Linked DNA regions of Hordeum vulgare: all the other regions are linked to region 1. Evidence: chromatin contacts called from public Hi-C data. All regions are on one chromosome and are shown on one strand. The core of a region is the stretch at or near the end of the contact, and the rest is flanking DNA. Distances in the headings are between cores, read along the strand shown.

Region 1 (3,492 bases), core at 406-2,905:
TCATATATACCAAAAAAGATTTAACAACAACCACGTCCATCCCTCGCAAAAAAAAAATAACACGTCCATCGCGTGTACCCATAAAAAGGTCAATACCCACGTTATATCCAAGAACAAAAGATTCCTATAAAAAACATACATTCTACAAAATACAACACGTGTACTTTCAAAAAAAATACCACATACATTAAAAGGAATGTACCTAGACGTAAAAAAGTTGCACGTTCAAAAAACCATTTATTAAAAAGAAAAACAACACATGCACTGAAAGGAACGTACCTATATGTACAGAAAACGAGTCATCAACACCCACGTGATGTTCCTTCACAAGTCAAAACTAAGTCCATAACATATATACCAAAAACGGATTTCTCAACACCCATATCCATCACGTGTACCAAGAAAAAAGGATTTCTGAATACCCACATTAAGATCTCCAAAAACACCAGGTAAATTCCTAAAAAAAATCACGTATGTTCTCAAAAAACACCACGTGTACTTTCTAAAAAAAACACATACATTATAACGAAAATACCTAGACGTAAAAAAAATTCCCTGCACGTCCAAAAAAAGGAGTCCTCAACATGTGCAAGTTCCTTCATAAAACAAAAGTGTAACTAACACATACAAAAGAAAATAAAAGTGCCCAGCCACACGAAAGTTCCAAAGAAAACAAAACACTCATGTAGATATCGGTTTTGCATAATGTGTACCAGCCCCAAGACTTTCACTGCCCGAACATGGCGTCTCCTGGCTCCCTCGTCATCTAGCCGTTCTATCAGTATGGGCTTACAAGATCGAGGAGTGCATCACTCAGCCATCACTACTCATATATATTATGACGATACATGTCCTTGCCAAAAAATGGAATATTGTAAGTAAAAGAAAAAGGTTATAGGAGCATATTATTCTGTCAATGTTTAATTTTGCATCGCTTTTCTGTATTTTGCTAAGGGAAACGCTTCCAGCCGGCCGAATCGTTCGGCCGGTCGTGCTCGGCCCGCGCGGCTGGCTTGCCAGCTCATGCAGTATTTTTTCGTTCAGATTTGTTGCAACCACGTTTTCCATTTTGCTACACTTTGTTCATTAAAAAGCTACATCCACGTTTGGTTACAACTCGAGTTTGTTGGATTTTTTTGTTACAACCAGCATTTGATTTTTGCTACAACCGTGTTAATTATTGCTACAACCGCTACTTTTCATATAATAAATACTACTTGAAAGACTTAATGATAATTTATTGAACTATTTTTATGTATTACTATATTTGAATTCTAAAGTATTCATGTAGAATGGATGTCATATACATATTTTTAGTTTTCTGCATATTTGAAATTCTAGCCCGTGCAGTTGCACGGGTTGATGACTAGTCTTACAATAGTTCGTATTCCTACCTGTCTAAGGTATAATCCGCTTTCATTACAGGAATCGTATCTTGGTCAAAAGACCCTTATTTTATCCACTCATTAAATTTGATTTTTTCAGAGTTTTACTATACGTATATCGTTGTTGTCACGATCTGTTTCGTTATCTATGTCGTGATGCCGACCATTTCACCACATGGCATTCACATTTTGACGTGTAAGTTGTATGAAGGTGACACCTTACGATCGTTATCATACACAGTCTAGCAAAAAATGCTATAACTTCATGGTTCCGATAATGATCCATTAAATAGGCCTCGCCTCGCGTGCAGAAACGTCGCTACATACGGGAGTGACTGTGCATGCACATTATATTTTCCTTCTTCTCTCCATCTTAAGTTTTTTTCCATATTTTTTGTATGATGACCGGTTTTTTGTTTTGTTGGTTTACTTATTTAAAATATTCATTAATCCAAAAAAGCCCGCTATTAGGTTCGCAAATATATAAAAAAAACTATGAATTCAAAAAACGTTCACAAAAACAAGTAAATATTCGACGAAGTTGAGGAAATTTTGCGGAATCAAAACAATGTTCACAGATATAAAAACACTGAAATTTTTTCGTGAATTCGAAAATTCTTTGCAAATTTGGGAAACATATCAAATTCAAAAATTGTTCATCAATAGAAAAATGTCCACAAATCTGGAAACTATTCATGAATTTATAAAATCCTCATGAATTCGACATACGTTCATTGATAGAAATAAGGCTCATGGTTTGAATTTTTTTCACCAACTAGAAAAACGTTCACGAAGATGGAAATGGTCATGAACTTGAAAGATGTTCATGAGCATAAAATATTCAGAAATTGGAAAAATAGTACATATTTGGAAAATATTCACGAAACTGAAAAGAGTTCGTGAATCTTAAAAGCTTGCAATTTTAAAAAACTAATGAAATTTAAAATGGGAAATGTAAAGGAACGGAAGAAAACTGTAGAATAAAGACAAATAAAATAAAATAAAATATTGATTGGAACCTCCTGGAAACATCATAACTGGTTTGAATAATCACGTGAGGAAAAACCGGGGAAGAAAACTGTAGTTTACTCAATAAGTTCGTATTTAGCGCTTGACCTTGTATAATGCAATGTGCTTAGAGAAATATACCAATGTTTATTTAAGCATAAATGCTTATCTGAAGAGTATAATGTACGATTCTTAGAGAAATCAACTGGTGTTTCTTTAAGCATTGATGCTTACTTATAAAGGTTAGGCAATTAATTAGACATTCCTTTATAGAAACGAACATTGCGCTTCTAAAATCCGGTTTATTTTTATTAGCATCTCCTAAGAACCTACCATAGCACGAGGTACATCCTTCCTATAGAAATAAATACTAACGCTTTAAAAAATCCGATTTATTTTTCTAAACACACCACCAAACACCTTACATTATGCAAAGCTTATATCCATTTCCTACTATTTCTACAACGTGGCGAAGACCCCCTTCATCAAAGCCTCGGCCCATTTGTTTTCCTTTTTCTTACTTCTTGATTCATCCAACTGTATACAGCGCTGGCAAACCTTATTTAGCGCTATATACGTCAGTTAAAGGTAAATTTTGCTAACCGGCGCCTGCATATAGTCCATCTAGAGATCCTGTTTGTATTTTAGTCCGTGATTTTTTTGAAATCTATCAACTTTTTTGAAATCGATAAACTTTTTTGAAAATTGATGATTTTTTTGAAATTGGTTTTTTGAAAAATGATGATTTTTTTTGAAATCGATGAACTTTTTAGAAAACCTGTGAGCATAATCTTAAATTCGTGATTTTTTTTCAAAATCAATGAACTGTTTCTAAAATTGATGATCTTTTTTAGAAACTCGATGGATTGTTTTTCAAATTCTGTGAACTTTTTGAAAATTCATGAACATATTTAAAAAACCAATGAACTTAATTCATAACCATTGGACTTTTTTCGCAAATCTAAACTTTCTAAAATTCTATAAACGTTTTTTTTATTTTCTAATGACCAATGCATTCTACATTCTACATTCTATATTTCAAAAAACGAGAAGGAACGCTGCAGGCGCCGGTTTCCCTACTTGTTTTCGCGAAATTATG
Region 2 (3,492 bases), core at 486-2,985, 720 kb after region 1:
TTAGAATTCGCAAACTGTTTCCAAATTAACAAAAGAGCCAAGTTGTTTACCGCGACACAAAGAAGAGCACAGCAGAAATAAACGAAAAAACAAGCGAGCAAGCAGAGGGGGAAGAGCTGAGTTGTTTTCACATTTTTGTTTCTTAATTCATTTCTTAATTACATTTATACTTCCAAATATTCTGAATAACTATATTACAAAAAAACACTTTACGTAAAACATTTGAAAAAATGCTAATCAATCATTTAAAAAACTGTTGAATGTGAGTAGAGAAACTGTTTCAAATGTGTGCGAAAAATATATACAACATTTATAGAATGTGTGTGAAAAGGTACGATTGTGCATTTAAAAATGTTAATGATACAATTATAAACCGTTAAACAATAATTTTTAAAGTACTACTCAAGCACTTGAAAATGGTAAATATGTGTACAAATATGTTGAACATGTATTTAAACATAATTAATTATCTATTGTATTCCAAAAATGTTAAACTTGGATATTTAAAACGATCATCGAGTATTTGAAAAGGTTAAATGTTTATATGAAAAATATTGACCATATATCCAAAATAGTTTAATATTACATTTTAGAATTTTTTTATCAAGCATTTGAAAATGTTAAATGTAAATGGAAAAAATGTTGAACATGTAATAAAAATATTAGTATTTCATTTGAAAAAATGGTCATTACGCAATTAAAAATGAAATGGTGTATAGAAAAAAAATACTGACCATGTATCCAAAAACAAAATATTACATATATAAATTATTAATAAATCATATGAAAATGTTAAATGTGCATATAAAAATATCGACCATGTATTAAAAAATGCTAATATTGCATTTGAAACTAGGTAGTAAAGAATATGAAAAAATGATAAATATATATAGAAAAAATGTTTTGTATGTATTCAAAAAATGTTAGTTTTGTATTCTATTTTTTTAATCAAAAATTTGAAAAACTTTATAATATGTATAGAATTTGTTGACAATATATTAAGAAATGTTGACCTTGTATTTAAAATTGTGTCTAGAAAAAAAGTTGACCATGTATAAGAAAAATTAAAATTTTATTTGCAAAATGTTAAACATGTATTATACAATTTTTCTTGACGTATACAAAAAATGCAGAATGAAAACCAAAATAGAGATAAAAAGAAAAGGCAATGAAAATAAAAAAATAAACCAAAGGAAAAATGTATAGAAAAAAAGAAAAAGCAAATACAAAAAAAGGTAAAATGCTATGAAAACAAATAAAGAAACAAATAAAATGAAAATAAAAAAAAACCAGATAAAAATATGAAAAAAATGGATAAAACCCATGAAAGAAACGAAGAGAAATCAGATAAAAAACAAGAAAAAAGGAGAAAGAAAATAAAATTGGATAAAACCCATGGAAGAAACAAAGAGAAACCAAAACAAGAAACAAACAACCAAAATATAACTATGAAAAAACCTGGAGAAGAAATAAGGAAACCAAGCAAAATAAAAAAAAGTAAAAAAAAAAGAGAGATGGCGAGAAGCATATCCAGGTATTTTTCCTCAAGTTGGTCGCACCTCGTGTCTTGACATGAACTCGACCTTTGTGCAATGGCCAAAAGCACCACCCACCAATGAGACCACCAAGGATTGACTCCTTGGGAGCTCTCTTTCCTTTCTCTATTTCTCTTTGTTTTACTATATGCGCTCAAGGGTTGGGCCGTTAGTGTGGATGCTTGAGCGAGAGCTTGTTATATAGCTCTCGCGCGCTACATGCGCCAATTAGGAGCTCTCTACTTTTTACAATCGCACGGGGTGTGTCATACGACGTGCTTCCCAAAAAAAATTCATTATTCTGCTAGGGGTGGGGCTTTATCTTTTCGATCTAGTGCGTGACTCTGCATGGGCCATTATCCATGTGTACTCCCATTTATTGCTCTTAGTTGGGTATTGACAAGGGACCTCATATCCGACGCTTAATACATCACTAGTATGGTACAAGTACATTTCATGTTTGGCGAGAAGGGGGTGATTTGTGCCACGTTCCTTTCTATGGACCGTTCGTTAATTCTCATCATCCGATTGTGTACATGGAACATTCCTAATTGTTGGTCATGGTCTTGTAAAAAAAGGGATTGCATATAAAGAAGTGGCTCTTCACAATGCAAAGCTCATTATCGTTTATCGAATTCACACACAGGGTGGTCTCTTTGGTCCATCTAATATACTCGTGAGAAGTCCATCTACGATCATGAATTATATCTCTTTAGTCAAGGCTCGAGGCTCTTTATTCGGATTTTTTTACTTGACTCGAGGCTAAATCTAAGGACCAGCCAAATGTGGCAACACATGGTGCTCCGCCCACCCGACGCCATTCTTGGGTTTGTCCACTGTAAGGGGCGTAAAACTGAATATTGATGGTGAGGTGGAAAAACATGCAAACACACGAGACGTGGCGGTCATTTGTAGGGACAACCAAGGTCATTATTTGGGTTCTTTCATAGTCACTTTCGAGGGTATCTCGAATGCTCAAACTGCAAGGAGGCTCCACCTTGGTTGATGATCTATTCTTAACTTGTATTCTAGCATCCTCGAATTTCCATAGTGTAATCAATGGTATTACTTATAATACGGGTGGGAGAGGCATGGTATATGAAATGTTGCCAAAAGTATATGAAAGTTGTCAAGTATTGGCATGAAATAATCAAAACTTATAGATACAAGAGAGACATGTCATCATCCCCAACGTAATTCATGCTCGTTCTCGAGTAGGTAAATGATAAAAAGATAATTTTTGATGTGGAATGTTACTTAACATAATCTTGAACAAATGTCTAATCATGGCATGAATTTTAAAGATACAAGTGATTCAAGGCAATAATCTATCGTTTGATATAAAGATATCAATACTCAAGCATACCAACAAACCCTCATGTCTTTTAAAATAACAATGCTAAAGAACGACATCCCTACAAAATCATATAGCTTGTCATGCTTAGTCTTCCTAGCATAAAGTATAAATCATGAGCACCCCGGTGTCAAACCAGGCAATTGGCTTGTACTTTTAACGCGCTTCAGCATTTTCAACCTCACTCAATACATGAGCGTGAACCATGGATATAGCATATGAGTGTAATAGAGTATGGTGGTAGAGATCAAAAGGAGTCAAAGTGGAAAGACAGTCTCGCATCAACTAGACGGACCAATGGTCTATGGATATGCCCATCAATCTATATCAATGTGAGCAGTAGGGATTGCCAAAACAGATACACTAGAGCTATAAGTATATGCAAGCTCAATGAAAGCTAAGTGGGTGTGCATCCATCTTGCTTGTTCATAAAGACCTCATGCATTTGAGGAAGCCCGTCATCGGAATATACAAGCCAAGTTATATAATGAAAAATTCCCACTAACATATGAAAATGACATCAGAAGAGACTCTCTATATGAACAACATGGTGCTCCCTCTAAGAGAAGTGTGGCAAAAGATAGTAGATTGCCCCTTCTCTCT
Region 3 (3,492 bases), core at 555-3,054, 530 kb after region 1:
GGGAATGAGAGCAGCCCGACGCTGGAAGTAGCCGGGCGGCGGCGGTGGTGGTGGTGGGGTGGGTGGAGCCATACCCTAAACCCTAGGATAAAAAAATGATACCATGATAGATGAATAAAACTATTTCTTATTTAATATTTGGTACAGGGTACATGGCTATATATATATTGGTACAAACTGACTTAGACTAGGTATTACAAACCCACTAGGATTAGAAAACTTGTGAACCAAGGAATAGTCTAACGCATACCTGTCATCCATCAACCATGAACCCAACACACATTTCGTCTTCCAGATATCGTCGATGCAAACCATAATCTGCATCAGCTCCTAGACTACCTCGCCAGCTCCGCGTCGAAGCTGGAGCAGACATTGTCGCAACGACGGAACCCGAGGACACCACAAGGATTCCGTCGCCGTCACAGTATCCTTGCTTGAATAGTCTGGTTCCCAAATCCATCACCGACCATAGAGACGATCATCTTACCGGAGAAAAATCTAGAGCTTCTTTATTCAGCATCACCATCATCACCGCGGAAGCCAAGACATTGTACGATCCAAAACCTAAGCTACTAGGGCCCTAAATCTAAAGCAAAATCATACTCCCTCCATGGTTTAGAAGACGTTCTTGAAAATTCTCTGGAACCTAGGTGGTTATTGATTGGTTGTGAGATAGGCTAAAAAATAGCATTCACACTAGGCATGCATATAGGAGTAGTACAACGGAGTACTAATTAACTTCTAAGAGTAAATGCAATGCGCCCTAAACCTTGTCTATTATGAAAATGCACGTAAATTTAACCGTGCCTTCTAAATCGTGACGGAGGGAGTATATAAAACCGTAGGTGAACCCCTTATTAAGTTTAGGGACCGTGTTTCGGGTATTTTAAATTAGGGGGAATAAAGTGGGTTCCAGCTCGTCAAATCGTGTGAGGGTTAGGGTTTCCTTAAAAAAGGAAACCACGGACAACATCGGCCGGCCGGTCGTACCCTAGCACAAAGGCTAGGGTCTTCCCTGCCTCCCGTCGGCACCGTCGTCGGTCTATCTTGTCTTCTATGGTCTTTGGGCCATGGAGTCGTGGTGGATCCCGGTCTTCGCCGATGGGAGGGCTCCGTTTTCTGATGTTTTCTTGAGTTTTGTTAAGAGTTTGTGTCCTACTCAGAGATGCAGGGCGGAGGCGGCTCTGTGCAGATGGAATAAGGTCATCCCCGCCTATCCCCCGTTTCGATGGTGTTCATAGCATCTTCGGAGGGTGTGTGGAGGTTTATCTTCGGCGGATCTCATGGGATTCGGTCAGCGTTTGTCTTTGGTGGATCCATATGGATCCGGTCTTCGTTCGTGTGCGTTTGTGTGTCTACGGGTTGGATACTTCCGATCTAATCTTCTCTTCATCGACGACGGTTCCTGTTCTGGTGCGTTGGTCCTATTGCTGTTCTGGTGCGCTGGTCTTATTGGGCCTTAGCACGACGACTTCCCGACTATCTACTACTGTACAATAAGGTTTGGCCGGCTCCGATGACGGAGGGGCGATGACGGCGGCACGCCTTCGGCTCGTTTCAGTGCTTGTAGTCGTCGCTAGGTGATCTATGAACCTGAATGTATTTTTTTTATTTCTGATGTTCTTTGTACTATATTGGAAGTTTTCGTTGAATAAAAAGTGGGTTCCAGCTCAAAAAAATTTCTCAATTAATTGTATTGTCGAAGTACGTGTAGGCTTACTGGTATAGTGTACAAAAACAAAAACGACACTATCGTGAGTGAAGGAATCCTATCCCTCGCTTGCCACACGGACGGCCGCGATAGCGTCAGCTGTCAGCCGTGCGATCCCATCGCCGTCCGGTGCTGGTCCACTCCGTCTATCTCCCTCGCATACTCTTCTTCCGCCTCCACCCTCCTCACCGTCGCATGCTCGCCGCCTCCGCCGTGCCGCCGCTCCCCCCGCTCCCCCGCTCGTGCGCCTCGTGGGGACGGTGGATCCCATCCACCCCTTTCTCCTCCAGGTGGGTAAAGATAATCTACTTGTCGGTTAATTAATTATCAATATAAAATTAGTAGCTGTGGAGACCCGTAGTGGCGTAGTCCACCTCCAAATCTCCGAGGATATTTCGCTGCCGATTAGTCAATTGGTTAGGTTGGATTGATGGTGGAAGATCGGAGTAAAAGAGAACAATTTGGCCTCTCCTTCTCCCTCCTGTGCCTGACCAGCTTTGCTTGCCTTCGTGCTGCTGCGATTTCGCAGGGAGGGGCCTGGTTGGCGGCGGGGGACGAGCGGAGGGGCGGTGCATCCGGCGATGGCGCGGCCGCCGATCCTCTCCGTCGCACTGCCGTCTGACACGGGGCGCGTGCTCAGCATCCAGTCCCACACCGTCCAGGTGCCACACCACCCTCTTTCTCCTCTGTTCATCTGCCATGATCTTGCCTCGCTACTTGCATCTACAAGCAATTAGCGGCTGTATGGTACGATAGTCTGGGTTTGGGAGCAAATCAAGAGTTTTGCGGGTTCTAAGATCTTGGCGGCTAGGCCGAGAACACCAACTGTACTCAAGGCATTTGCAAGTGCTCCATGACCGAGATTTTTATTTTTATTCATATCAGCATGGGTGCATGCTGTGCTGCTTGCACACCGTCAGCATGATTGTCTCTCATTGTGTAGTGTCGCCAGAGTCGTGTGGTTGCTTAATGGTGAATACAGTTGTTGTATGCCTCACATATGATCATGTACTGGATTGGGGATTGTTTAGTGTACAATAATAACTGTTGACAGCATTGTTTCAGAAATCACCCGTAGTAAATTACTGAATATGTTATGTTTGATTTGACTTATGTCCTCTACTCATGCTGCTTTTCCTTAATTTAGGGCTATGTTGGCAACAAATCTGCTGTCTTTCCGTTGCAACTCCTTGGTTTTGATGTGGATCCGATAAACTCTGTACAGTTTTCTAATCATACAGGTATATATTTGGTCTGTTTGGTACAATGTGCAATATGTCTGGCACGCCTAAATATTTTCCAATATGTGTTATCTCAGGATACCCAAAATTTAGAGGTCAGGTTCTCAATGGCAATCAGCTGTGGGATCTTATTGAAGGACTGGAGGAAAATGAATTATTGCACTATACACATTTGTTAACAGGTGAATGACCATTACGACTTCTTCAATTCGGGATTTCCCATCCTTCATGCCAAAAGCAAGTTGATAGGTGTTCAATGGCAGCCATTAATCATCATCTCCTTTTAATCAAACATAATGCTTTATGCACACAAAAAAGCATGCTTTTTATTTATTTTCTTGAAGTAACATGCTATTTATTGGTATTCAGGTTACATCGGCTCTGTTTCCTTTTTAAGTACAGTGCTACAAGTCGTCGACAAATTACGATCAGTCAATCCTGATCTTATATACGGTAACCTTTTCTCACCTCCATTATCTATATGGTCAGTTCTGTTGTACAAAATCTTATCGGGAATTATGTCATAAACAAATCCTAAAT

The links. A called contact is a pair of places that touch in the nucleus more often than the background predicts.
Region 2: a Hi-C map of leaf shows a contact between it and region 1, with 3 times the contacts expected there. The contact joins two enhancer-like sites. A contact is called at or near these places in 4 of 6 Hi-C or Micro-C datasets (leaf and seedling).
Region 3: a contact with region 1 is called in a Hi-C map of leaf, with 3 times the contacts expected there. The contact joins the promoter of LOC123452885 here to the enhancer-like site in region 1.

Annotation. Positions count from the first base shown.
Region 1 is chr5H:45,748,409-45,751,900 of MorexV3_pseudomolecules_assembly, reverse strand. No RefSeq gene overlaps it. Among protein-coding and RNA genes, the nearest start is that of LOC123395896, 460 kb to the left of the region's middle. Within about 2 kb of position 1,655, at least 1 of the 3 cell types and tissues checked has open chromatin away from gene starts, as enhancers often do. A contact at or near this core is called in leaf, where this site is marked.
Region 2 is chr5H:45,025,819-45,029,310 of MorexV3_pseudomolecules_assembly, reverse strand. No RefSeq gene overlaps it. Among protein-coding and RNA genes, the nearest start is that of LOC123398403, 7.5 kb to the right of the region's middle. Within about 2 kb of position 1,735, at least 2 of the 3 cell types and tissues checked have open chromatin away from gene starts, as enhancers often do. A contact at or near this core is called in leaf, where this site is marked.
Region 3 is chr5H:45,217,470-45,220,961 of MorexV3_pseudomolecules_assembly, reverse strand. LOC123452885 (pyridoxal kinase) reads left to right here and starts at 1,804. Exons shown (of 13, transcript XM_045129615.1): 1 at 1,804-2,001; 2 at 2,241-2,373; 3 at 2,859-2,952; 4 at 3,030-3,134; 5 at 3,322-3,405. The coding sequence starts at 1,907.